Linked DNA regions of Mus musculus: region 2 is linked to region 1. Evidence: chromatin contacts called from public Hi-C data. All regions are on one chromosome and are shown on one strand. The core of a region is the stretch at or near the end of the contact, and the rest is flanking DNA. Distances in the headings are between cores, read along the strand shown. Region 1 has its middle 22 kb from the start of Gm45992. Region 2 has its middle 53 kb from the start of A530021J07Rik.

The links. A called contact is a pair of places that touch in the nucleus more often than the background predicts.
Region 2: a contact with region 1 is called in a Hi-C map of cortical neurons, with 2.0 times the contacts expected there. The contact joins two enhancer-like sites. A contact is called at or near these places in 2 of 484 Hi-C or Micro-C datasets (bone marrow-derived macrophages and cortical neurons) and 3 of 115 datasets of contacts at active chromatin or transcription factors (astrocytes, differentiating embryonic stem cells and embryonic stem cells).

Annotation. Positions count from the first base shown.
Region 1 is chr7:82,919,579-82,926,223 of GRCm38.p6, forward strand. No RefSeq gene overlaps it. Among named protein-coding and RNA genes, the nearest start is that of Gm45992, 22 kb to the right of the region's middle. Within about 2 kb of position 4,188, at least 37 of the 459 cell types and tissues checked have an H3K27ac peak or open chromatin away from gene starts, as enhancers often do. A contact at or near this core is called in cortical neurons, where this site is marked.
Region 2 is chr7:83,198,276-83,204,734 of GRCm38.p6, forward strand. No RefSeq gene overlaps it. Among named protein-coding and RNA genes, the nearest start is that of A530021J07Rik, 53 kb to the left of the region's middle. Within about 2 kb of position 3,591, at least 71 of the 459 cell types and tissues checked have an H3K27ac peak or open chromatin away from gene starts, as enhancers often do. A contact at or near this core is called in cortical neurons, where this site is marked.

The sequences.
Region 1 (6,645 bases), core at 2,938-5,437:
GGGCTCTTATGAGGGAAGATGCAGCAAATGGTTTCTCAGTAAGGCTTGCTTTCTGAGTCACAACTTCATGTTTTCCAGGTCAGCTGTGCCCCTTGTCTATCTGAACTTAACAATAGTGACATGAAAGCTCATTCTACTCCCCGTATAGTCCAAGAGCTGAGCTGAGCTGAGCTGCTGAAACATACTGCAATCCACACTCTGGAGCAGGGGTCCTCAACTCTTCTAATGCTGTGACCCTTTAAAACAGCTTCTCATGTTGTGGTGACCCCCAACCATAAGATTACTTTGTTGCTATGTCATAACTGTAATTTTATTACTGTTATGAATTGTAATGTAAATATCTGATATTCAGAATATCTTATGCATGATCTCCTGTGGGGGTCACAACCCACAGGTTGAGAACCACAGCTCTAGACCTTTCCTTATCCATCTCATACTGGGCTTGTCTTCTCTTGCCCAATGATTATACTTTTTACCATTTACTGTCAGGAAACCAGTGGGATTTGTATATATTTCTTCCATGAGTATTCTATTCATGGACAAAAACGTACCTTTTCCCTACCACATACATGGCACTGGTTAATGGACACAGTTGGGATCCACCACGACCCTGGGTTTCTGAAGTTTCTATCCATGGCAACCTGTGAGGGGTAATCTTGGTTGTTAAGTTGACTACATCAGGACTCAACTAAAACCCACGCATCTGGGCACGCCTGTGAGGGATTTTTCATAATCGGATTATTTGAGGTAGAAAGACCCTTCCTAAATCTGGTGGCAGCCCACATCAAAGAACAAGGAAGAAAGACACTTTTGCTTTTTGCCTGTTTATCCTCATTCTCTCTAGCAAGTTTGTCTATCCTGAAGCTGAGACACTCATTCCTTTGCTGGTATTAGAACCTACTTCTTTGTTATTCCAACATAGACTGAAGAGTAGCTGAAACATCTAGACTCAGGGATTGAACAACTACAGGGTTCTTGGTCTTTCTGTAAGGATATAGCCATGGTTGGACCCCTTGGACGATAGTTTTGAGTCACTCTAGTGAGTCCTCCTTTATGACACACAGTTCTCTTAGTTCTGTCCAGTAGAGAAGCCTGACTAATATACAAACTTATGGGTGCAGCAGACTCCTGACTAATCCATGGCCTATGTGTGCACTGAGGGAAACCATCTTACCATGAAAAATTTAACCCCGAGGCTCTGGCAGCTCCAAGTTTCACATAGAATTCCTAATGAAAACAGGCAATTGGCCGGCTGTGGTGGTGCATGCCGGTAGAATTTGCTGAAGGAGGCAGAGGCAGGAGGATCACGAGTTTGAGGTCAGCCTAGGCTACACATTTTTTTTTTTCATCCTCTGCTCCTCACCCTTTCCTCATCACACTTTTGGGGCTGGAGAGATGACTCAGTGGTTAAGAGCACTGACTGCTCTTCCAGAGGTCCTGAGTTCAAATCCCAACAACCACACGGTGGGTGGCTCACAACTATCTGTAATTGGATCTGATACCCTCTTCTGGTGTGTCGCAGGACAGCTACACTCTACTTACATATAATGAATAAATGGATCTTAAAAAAAAAGAAAATAGGCAAATTGGATGAATGACTTTAATATACAATTAAGGCTTAAAATTTCAATTCTGTCTGCAAACAGCCACATTGACCATTACTGGAGATGATTTGAATAAAAAGTTTTTCATGGTATGGGCCAGAACTTTTCATGTTTTAGCCAAAATATTTTAGTATATTTGTCAATCAGAAAATCCCCAAGAGAGACACTTTTATTTTATCTAAACACTTATATCCACATTACATTATAGCTTTGTTTCCTAAAGAAAAAAAAATCTGTTCACCACCTGCTCAAGAGGTGTACAACCTGGATTCTCAACGCTGTTGCTAAATAATGCACTAGGACTGCTCAGCATTTCCAGGGCCTCTCTGGGGACCATGGTCCCTTCAGTCATAAATCTGTTTTATTCCAAACAGATTATGCGGAATGTTTGCTTCCAGTGACAATTAACAGTTGGTTCACTTCGTTTATCCCTTCATACCAAACGGCGATGATCTTGAGGTAGATCCAGTCTCAGTGTGAAACTGAAGCACGAAGCACACCTGTTTTTGTGTATGTCTTACGAGAAGACAATTTGTAGACTAAAGGTTCTATTAGGAAAGTGGTGTGAGAGCTAAAGATTTGCTAACGGAGGTTTACAAATGCCACATTAAAGCTGCTAGAGTGTTCTGAGGATGCCTCAAGGAGGAGGCGGGGAATCGGAAGCTCATCAGTGTAAGGAAATGAACCCCGACAGGGGGACGAGCATAAGGACATATTTTACTCTACAGTGCACTGCTCTTCTAGGGAAAGGAATGTAGAATGAGCTCAGTACAATTCCTGTTGTTAGGAGTTGGTTGGGTAGGGATGGGGTGCTCAGCAGAGTCAGGGAAGTAAGAAAACAAGAAGCAGGAAGTGGGGTTAGAGCAGGTCCACAGGAAACCATGGCTGTTAACTGGCATTTATGGGAGTTGGGTTCCTTTCCTTTCACAGAGCCTGTGGGTCAGGGCTCTGTCTTCAAGATGATGTTTGCTACAAACAGTAAATTCTTGGAGCTGATGGGAGCTCTCCCAGGTGAGCACTTGAGGTCCTCAGAAGATGAGTCCTTGCGATGGTGGGAAGGGTTTGTATTTGCTGAAGTCTGCACAGGCCGGAAGGCATTTGGGAGGAATATGACTGGAATTCACAGTGACAAATCTGGTGACAGATTGGGTTCTGTCAGTCATAACTGGGTGGAGCAAAGCTAGGGATCTATAGTCATAATCAGGAGATGGGGACACATGGCCCTGAGACTGTCCCTCTGGTCTTTTCTTACTTCTCCAGCAGAGCAGGGCATCTCCACAAGCCTCAGTTTACCTTTCCTTATTTTAGTTCCTGGTCACTTCTGATGAGAAAAACAGGACAGTAAAATGGTGTAACTTAGGGTAAATTCGTTGTTCTTTCCTACAGGATGTTCCAAAATTAGAACTGGTAGAGATGAGATTTATATCTCAGGTGTAGATACTTTGATTCGGATTAAACTGCATCTGAATGAGTAATTCTAGTTCTCTGGTGACATTTCAGAGGAAGGTCCCCAAATTCTTTCTCCTGCCCATACTCACAGAGTGGGCTACTGTACCTTGTCAGTGACTGAGTCACAGGTACGTACTGGCCACCACCTTCCTCCTCCAAATCCCACCCACACCCCCATTTTGCCTTGGATGGAGGAGACATCTTAATGTACCTCATAATCAGTGTAGAACCCAGTGTACTATCCTGCACATAGTGGGTGCTTCATTTCTTATTTGCAAAACTAGTTACAAGGAACTCAAAAGTCTTTCCATTTGAGAAATGTTTATACACTGGAAATTATTCCTCAGGGACAATATTTCTCATTACTACAAGCAGATATTTGAACAAAACTATCTTAATGTAAAAGTGGATATTTTTGAGAATAAAAAAAGTGAACCATGGACAATAAATGGCAAATTGTTGAGTTTCGTCGGTGAAAGGCTTCCTTTTATTCTGATGTTCTTGGTTCGTAGGAGGGGGTGCTGTGAGGTTGTTGCTACTTGGCTGTTTTTGATGCCTGAATGTAACTGAAAATTAGTTCACTGTTCTCATGGATTTATCTGTCCAATTACTTCTCTCTAAAAACCTCTAAAATGTAGACATTCAACAGAATCCATAGACTGCTTACTCCATAAAAATACAGTTCAGGGTTTGATTCTTTGCATTCATTCACATGGCTCTTAAGAACCCTCTGTGACTGCAGTTCCAGGAGATCCAACAGTCTCTTCCGGCCTCTGTAGGCACCAGGCCCACATGTGGTGCTCAGAGATACATGCTGCACACACACACACACACACACACACAGAGTCTTAAAGTACCTCCAGCTACTCTGTAATACTGTATTAGGGTAGAAATGGATTATTCTCAGTTTTTATCTGTAGTATGTCTTTAGGATGATTTGAGATATAAATTTGACATAAGTAAAAATAGATTTTGATTTTTTCAGTCCATTTATTAGAACGACTTCCGTCCATGTTGATGACGGAGACACTTTAATGGAAACCAGGTTGGCAGATGTGTTCCACATGCTCGGCATATGTGGACAGTGAGCATGCTTTTCCGATGTGATTTGAGGCTGTGGTACCAGACTTCAGAGAACAATGCATCACTCATCGCCATCGCCCTTCCCACTGAGCAGCATCTCTGGAGCTTTTCCTTGGGCTCAGGCTGTCTTGGCTGCTTCAGAATTTTGGTGAGCAGATTGAGCGATAATTTTAGGCTTCTAAAATCAGTCTGTGTCCCCTCAGTCACATGATGTCATAAGCAGCTGGTGTTGCCTTGGCAACTTTACAGAATAAAAGTGCTGCTTTTGGTAAAACTTTTGAGTCATGTGACCTAGCTCTGTCGCTGGGGGAGGCGACATAAAATTATTACTTACATACTTCTCCACCAAAACAAACCCAGATCTGCAGAAGAGAGAAACAAACCGGAACTCCAAGTCCTATGTGAATTAATTACCAGCCTGCCATCTTCTGAAAGCCAAGTTTGTTTAACTTTGTAATTTCAACATGTCCTGCTATCTGCATTAGCTTCAGACTTGTTTTCTTTGCCTCCAGGCATCTCATGATCTGAGAAAATGCTTCTATATCTGAGAAGTCAGTGAGGCCTGGGATGGAGTGAGAAATCCAGTCTGCTGCTCGGTTCTCCCTGGTTCTCTGTGGGTCCTCGCTGCAGAGCTGACTATTGCCTCTAGTTTGCTGTATGTTTTGAGAGGGTCTGGCCTATCTTCTGGCTAGAAAAGAATTTTTTTTATTGGGTATTTATTTCATTTATATTTCCAATGCTATCCCAAAAGTACCCCACATGCTCCCCCACCCACTCCCCCACCCACTCACTCCCACTTCTTGGCCCTGGCGTTCCCCTGTACTGAGGCAGATAAAGTTTGCATGACCAATGGGCCTTTCTTTCCACTGATGGCTGACTAGGCCATCTTCTGACTCATATGCAGCTAGAGACACGAGTTCCGGGGGGTACTGGTTAGTTCATATTGTTGTTCCACCTATAGGATTGCAGATCCCTTCAGCTCCTTGGGTACTTTCTCTAGCTCCTCCACTGGGGGCCTTGTGATCCATCCAATAGCTGACTGTGAGCATCCACTTCTGTGTTTGCCAGACCCTGGCATAGTCTCACAAGAGACAGCCATATCTGGGTCCTTTCAGCAATCTTACCGAAGCGGGTTGGGAAGTAGTCACAAGACCACTTACCCAACTGACAGAGCTCTCAGCAGTGAAGCTATAACAATAAATACAAAGGGAGAATAAGCTGTCCTTAGGCTGTAACCAAGAGAATCAAACGAACACTGGTGAACTCACAGATGATGGAATGAGTAAACTAAATGGAAAAGATTAGACAAATTTCCAGTAATTCCAAATAGTTTTGGTGCGTGCTTCACCTTTGAGGAGGTGGACCACAGCTTCCCATCAAACACCTATGAGCTATAGGGGTTACTGCCCCCCAGAGACTAGGGTATGGATACAGGAGGCAAAGCAAGAAAAGGAAGCTGACAAAGGTTATTGTGGACACTGTTGTGCCACCTTGCTAGACATCAGAACCCGATAAAATGGGACAAAAAAATTGCCACCATTTCTATGACTTTACTCAAAACTCTCTCACTACAGTGTAATAATGAGCATTTTGCAGAAATCCAAATTAAAAGCTATTCTGCAAAAATAGTCATTGTGTGACTTTTCTTGGGGAGATGCGAACAAACAGCTTACTCATGCTAGATAAAGACTGACCATGGAAAGACAACTGGTCCCAAGTGTAAGTTGGTGGGTTACTGGCTTGTTTGTAGGAAAGTGGCTGAAGGGTTCCTTAAAGAGGTACAGCAACTCAAAGGCAGCTAAGCCACCCAGAGCCCCCCTCAGCATGGGTGAGGACTCAGCTGCGTCCACGGAGCTTCCCACACAGCTTGAAGGCAGTTCCACCGAAGACTCTGCTGTCTCTCAGAAATTGCCTACTGATAGTAGCATTTGGAAGGAGGAAGTCCTGTAAGTTTCATGAGTTTCCTGAGTCTGGAAACCTCCATACTTCACTCAGGGAATATTTCACTTTAGAGGAAAAGACAGAAACAGCTGGTGACAAATCCTAAGAGAGAGGTTAGGGTTGTGGGTATAGGTGACTGATGTTTCTCAAATTGTTGGAACCATTAAAACCAAACCAAACCAAACAAAAATCAACGAAGAAAAACCCCAAAAGGCTGACATCATAAAGGGCTTATTTACTGTTGAGGTCTATTCCTTTCACACCTAATTTATTAAGAGTTTTTTTATAATGGAAGTGTGCTGATGTGTCAGATGCTTTTTGTGCATCTCTTGAGGGGGCAATGTGGCTGTCATCCCTTCCTTTGGTCAGTGTGGCACATTGTATTTCCTGACTTCTGCCTGTCTGTTCATTCTCACGCCTTACGCGTGGTTATAGTGCACGATGCATTTACTCTAATAGTAGATTCCGTGTGCTAGAATTTCCTTGATGGCTTTGACTCTCGGATTTACGTTCATTAGGGATGTGGCTCTGCAACTTTCTTTTATTGTCCTTACCCAGCCTTGCAAAA
Region 2 (6,459 bases), core at 2,341-4,840, 280 kb after region 1:
GACCACCAGTTCAGGAGCTTCATCCACAGTGAGCTGAGCTCTCCTACAGCAATTAGCAATGTAAAAAGTGCCCCACAGACAGGTCCAGGAGCCAATCTGATGGAGTCAGTGCTTCAGTTGAGGGTCTCTCTTACCAGGTGTGTCAAGTTGACCAGAGATACTAATTATAATGTCTTTTTTTAATGAGTTAATAACAAAATACTAGAGCCTGCATGGTGGCTCCTGCTTGTAATGCCAGCACTAGGAAGACTGAGGCAGGAGGAGTACTCATGAATTCAAGGGTATACTGGAGCACATAGTGAATTCCAGGGCGTCCTGGACCACAGAGTGACACTCTTCCCAAACAACCATAAAAAGTGGCGGGGTGATAACATGAGAGCCACAAACACCCCAAGTCTCAGTGTAAGGCTCATCACCCAGCCAGAGGGCCAAGACTGGGTTCCAGGATGATCTTGCCTTTGGCGTATCACCAGCATCTCTGCCATAGTTAACCTGATAGCTGGAGATGAGGTGTAAGGCAGCTTTGAGGGTGCCAGTCTGCCATCTTCTCAGATTTCTGGCTCTCTGAATCAGGCACATTAAAGATTCCAAACAAAACAAAATAACAACAAAAAGAAACGACAGGAAAAAAAGAAAAGATCAAAGCAAAGAATAATAAAAAAACCAAAAAACTCCAAAGCCCCAAACCAGCCACAACTTCGCAACCAAGTCAAGAGCAAACCTACAGCATGGTACATTTTATTGTGCATCTTGTATAACTTTCCCTAGGAAATTTTAAACACTTGTACAATGAGCTAATTAAAGATTTTAAACACAGGTGCTGTAGTTTAAAAGTGAAATGTCTCACACAGGCTCATGTGTTTGAATACTTGGTCCCTAGTTGGTGACACCATTTTGGAAATCTATGGAACCTTTAGGAGGTGCAATCCTGCTGGAGGGTACATGTCACTGTCAGGGTGGGTCTTTTGGTTTTATAGCCCCATCCTATTTTCCGTCTATTCTGTGCTTCCTGGTTGCAGAAAAAAAAAACATGGCCAGTCTCCTCACGTTCCTGTAGCCAGCACTTCCTACCCTGTGAACTATACTCACAAGCGATGAGATAAAACAAGCCTCTTTTCCCTAATGTTGCTTCCGGCTACATATTTAGTCACAGCAAACAGAAAAGTATTGAATGCCCTAAAACCTACCACTTCTTGGCTGACTCCTAATATCCAGTAAATCTAATGTAAGGCTGATTTTTCTTGCATTGTAAAACATGCATTATAATAATAACACTCACTGCTTAGCGGGAGAGGATTATCTGTTAGTGTAATTGTTTCCTGCAATGGAAATCTGACTGCCTTGCATGCTAGGTTTAAGGTCTGCATAGCATAACTATGGTTTCTCACAGGGATCCCAAAACTTGGTCTCCCATCTCAGGTAGATTTGTCCCTGCAGTAAGATGTTCCTTCTGGCCTTGGGTCTCACTCCTGTATGTGTCTCAGCCTGAGACCCCTCCCAGATTTTGTCCTGGAATGGGTCCCTATATATTATTTAGTTGACTTGTTTTAAAAGTCCAGGATACTGCTAGTATGCATAGATGTGTGACTATGGCTGTAGATCCCCCTATTTGTGCGATAGTCTTGGAAATACCAGGTTTCCCCAAAATAGTAGAAGTATCACCCTCATTACCCACCTCTCATGCTGGTTTAGAAAGGAGAGTGTCTCCCAGCTATACATCAGGAATTCCTGAAAGGTGGGCTCAGGGGCATAATGAAATGTATGTTCTTAATTAATTAATCACTTACCTCGCTCCTGCTTCCTGTTAGATGGAGGGATGCCGGCCTTTGAGCCCAAGGTGGATCCTCTGAGTTGCCTGCTCTGAAGAAGTAGTAGTTTGCAGGCATCAGTTGGGAAAGAAAACTCTAGTAAGGATCATTTGTCTGCCCCTGCCTTGTTCTAGTGTTCACCTCATCTTTACTGGTTAACTAGAACTCTGTCATCACAGCCCAAAACAAATCCCAGATGACTTCCTCGACAGAATTTAGGCTCTCGGTTCTGGAAGTAGATGCCTTCAGAGGGGTGCAAGAAGTAATCTGCTTTGTGCATGTCTCCTGGATTCAAAGACCTTGTTGGCAAAACTCTGACCTTTGCCTTGACATCTGTTTGGGTGGAAATCTGGGTTTAAGTTTCTTCTCTAGATAAAAACAGCAGCCTCATGGGGTTGGAGGCTCAACCTACTCAGTATGATTAGGTGTAAACTGGGATATCTCATTGATCCTGATGGCAGCATTCAGCCTTACACTTTAACATATGATTTCTTGGGGCAGGGGGCAGGGATACACAGTTCTACAAAACTAACAAGAAAGAGGCCAGTGTTTAGCTTCACCGATATCTTTAAAGGAGTGCTATACCTTTAAGACTAGTGGTTACATGCAAAGCTGCTCAAACCACAGACGACAAATGAAAATGTGATCATATCTGTTAAATCCTAAGCCCCTACCCTCATATATTCTGTGCTCAGCTTAATTCCCCCTCAACCCCTCCAGTCTGATTTCTGTCCCAGACTTTAATTGCTAGGTTTATTTAATCTTTTGATTTCATTCACATGTGTGTGTGCACGTGCATGTGTGCCTGTGCATATGTGAACATGTACCTGTGCATAAGTGTGTGTGTGCATGTCTGTGTGTGTGTGTTTCTTGTGTGAGAGAGTATCATTCTGTACTCCAGACTGACCTGGAACTCATGGCACTTCTCTTGCCTTAGCCTTCTGAGTGCCGGGATTACAGGCATGAGCCACAATACCCAGGCACCAGTTTTAAAACACTCTTCCACTGAAGCCTCTGCAGTCCCAGTTTGGCGCCAGGTGGGTATTCTCATTTAATAAACATGAATTAGACTAAAATGGCTTTCGTGGATGCGATGTTTCATTGTTCAGATCTGATGGAAGTACAGCTGTAAGAACTTGGGGAGCTGCTTGTTTCCTGACTAGTGAATAGCATTTGGAATAATGACACTGTTGTGAGTCTACCTGGGACACGAAGAGCAAATCCCCAGCTTCCCCTCTGCATGCCCACCAGCTGCTCCTTCTTTGCTCTTCTTTTCAAGGGATGTGAGAAATGTTCACTCATTTCCTTTGTCCTGATGCAGGATTCTCAACCCTGGCACTGCTGACACTCTGGTCGGAAGAGCTCTTTGTTGTGGGTGAATGTGAAGCCTGTGCAGTGGAGACACTCCGCAGCATTGCTGCTCTCTGTCCTAGAGACATTAGTATGTTTCCAGGCATTGTCCCCGGCCAGGGATAGGGTTGGGGGGTGGGGGGGGGCAAAGTCACTCCCAGTCAAAAACCACTGTTAAAGTATGCAAAGTCACTTTGTAATTCTGCAATACCATGCGGGTGTGTAGCATTGATGCATGTATTACTTCCAGCAGCTGATTTCTGCAGAGATGGAAAAAAGGGCCGATTGCTTAAATAACTGACTTCAGAGCACAGTGCTCAGCTCCTTAGTCTGATGAGTTTAGATTAAACTGCCCTTGCCACAAGTTTGAAGCATGCTCAGATGGCAGAGGGTGTTTTACCCAAGTCGCCACTAGAGGACGTTTCTGCAGTTAGCAGAGCTGTTTCTGGGTAAAGAACACTGGCTGCAGCTTGTTTGCAGACAGTCCTTGTAAGACAATGCAAGAGCTTGCCTGCTTGCAAGGGAGGACCCCAGATCCATCCTACTGGGTGTTTATTTTATGCCAAACTCTATCCCCAGGGAGGTACTCTGCTCCCGAGGATGGGATGCCCATGTTTAAACAGCATGAAATACAGTGTGGATGCTCCCGCTCCACTTCCGTGGTCACAGGGGCTAAATAATCTCACTCACTCTGCCTGCCAACTGCAGGAGAGACTCAGTTAATGTAATTAAAGGAAGCGAGCGCTTGCCTCCTCCTTCCCAGTCTTATGTCTTGCTCTCTGTGCTCCATCAAGGAACAGCTTTAATGGTCGAGTGAAGGGCTCAGCCCAGTGCACCATGAACTGGAGATAATGTCTGGAGTCAGGTTAACTGAACTCTCCCGCCAGCAGAGTCCATGCCATCTGCCCATTTATTGACAGCCTTGTCAGCAAAAATCTGGAGTCTGAAGGTGGGCAGGCAGCCAGCATGCCTTCCACTGTCTCTCCAGCGTCTCGCTAGCAGATGTTGTGCTTCATGCCTGGAGCTGCTGTTGGCAAATCACTGCATGCTCATGTTATTTATCAGAGGGTGCAGGGAGGGCAGGAAGGGAGATGTGTTTTCCAGGAAGAAATTTGTATTCCCTTCCAGGTTTTCTGTAGATGTTAAAAAGGAGGAGAAGAAGAAGAAGAAAAAAACTACTGCTTGAAACTGACTTTGAAAAATGGGAATTAATCAGCTTATTGTTCAACACTGGAAAAACAAAATGGTTCCAAACCACACAGTTATTTGAGGAGCCAGTGCCCAAGTTCCATGGGTTATGTGGATTTGAACACTTGCATCTGCTCGTTATGATCTGCCTGGCCTTGGAGGGTGCTTTTTAATTGGACAGTCACACAAATACAAAGGAGTGGAGAGTGTTTCTTTTCAATATAGATAATACCACACTCACACTGAGTTCTTATCCCAAATGCCCAAAAAATCAGTCTGACTGTTTACCGAGTGAATAGAGATCTAGGTGCAGTTCTGTGACTAGACAATGCCTGCCTTCCTTTGACAAAGGAAATCTGTCTGGCTAGCTCTTTATAGTTTAAAGGAGGAAACAGGAAAAGAGGGACCTTTTAGAAGTGAAATTCAGCCTCTCTCCTAGTTTTGCATGTATGCCTTACAAGCCACTCTAAGTGAGTCCCTCTTGGAAAGCCTTGCAAAGGCTGCTTCATCCAAGGATGCTCTTGTAAAGCCCCCAGCTAGTGGTTCATTTGAGCTCTGTGTTCATCTAGTTATCCATGACAAAGAATGTCTTCTATCAGGAGATTGAAATGGGGTGGGAAGAAAAATTATTGGCCTCAAAAGACCGGGAGGGCCAGGGAGCCCTAGAGTGAGCACCCATAGTCCCTCACTGGGAGGATGGTGCTCCTTGTTTCTCTGTTGATAACTTATTCCCATGGTCATGAAAAGGGCAAAGTCTCGGCCCAGACATCAGAGAATTCACCAAGGAGAGGACTGAGGTTGTCCATGCAGATCCAGGAAACAGATTGGCACCTCCAAGGCATCAGAAACCCACTGTTAGGGATCCTGAATCTCGCCAGGGAAGGAGAAATGCTGGCAAGCTGCGCTCCACTGAGATGTTTCTCTGCACCACGCTGAGATACATCTCACTGGCTCCTAATGAAATGGTACCAAGCAGAAGGGAGACCATAAAAGCCCGAAGCAAGTGAACGCAAAGCACACCTGGTTGCAAGCCCCCCAAATTAACGTGGAATTGCCTTTCTCCTTGCAGGGAGCCCTACAGCCACAGCCCTGGGAATCACCACTTCTAGCACATGCATCGTGCCTTAGGATTTTAGCATTTCTGCCAGCCTCATTTTCCTACCCAGTGGAAGTCTTCCCACCTGGTCGGTGTCTAGGCTAGGCCATTCATTTTGGCACTCTGTACTAGGTCGGTGGCTTGGTTCTATGCCCATTCAGGCTGTGACATCTGAGAGTAGGCTGGAAACTCCATGTAAATGAAGCTGAGACAGAGGACTGAAAAGTGTGACCAGTTCAGCTGGTCTAGGGTGTTAATGAGAAGTAACAGTATGTGTGTGTGTGTGTGTGGGGGGGGTGTGTTACAAGATGAGTCCCTATGGCAGGTGGTATTATGCTCCTTTGCTTGATAAATGAGATCCTGGGCTCAGGGACAAAAGGGCACAAGAGGACAGTGCCCTGGATTTAAACCCAAACTGAGGCCCATGGGATGCCTGAGAGTGAGACCACGGGAAATGAACAGAAGGTCATGATTAATGAATACACCTGATCCCCCGGGGGCTGTTTGCAAAGAGCTCGCCTGGGTTTCTCTGCCAGGCAAGGCTGCACCTCCCCCATTCATGTCTTTTCATCAATTCAGCTCTCACGTAGCTGTAGCTCCCTCAGCCAAATAGGAGCAGAACTCCAAGAGGACTTACTTGCTGCAGATCCAAGGAAGAGACAAGAGCTGGCCTAGGAACAGGGTCAGGGTTAGCTTTGTCTTCCCTGGCCAGTGTGGGTGCTGGGGAAGAGATTCAGGGAGGGAGGCAAATGCAGCATCCACACCTGTCTTCTCCTTACCTTTCCCTCCAAGGAATTTGAGGACTGTGGTTTCTGCTGCCCACACCAGCCAGAGGCTTCTGCTTATGCGATCACAGGCTATCCCTGGTCATTGGTAGGATGCCCACTTCTGTCTGCAGGCTGCGATGCTCGAGGCAAAGGCCATTTGGAACCTATGCGCATCAGGGAGCAAGGCTCAGTGCTTTGTCCGTGCAGCATGAATACCAAGGAGGATCTTTTGGCCCAGCAAAGATGGCAA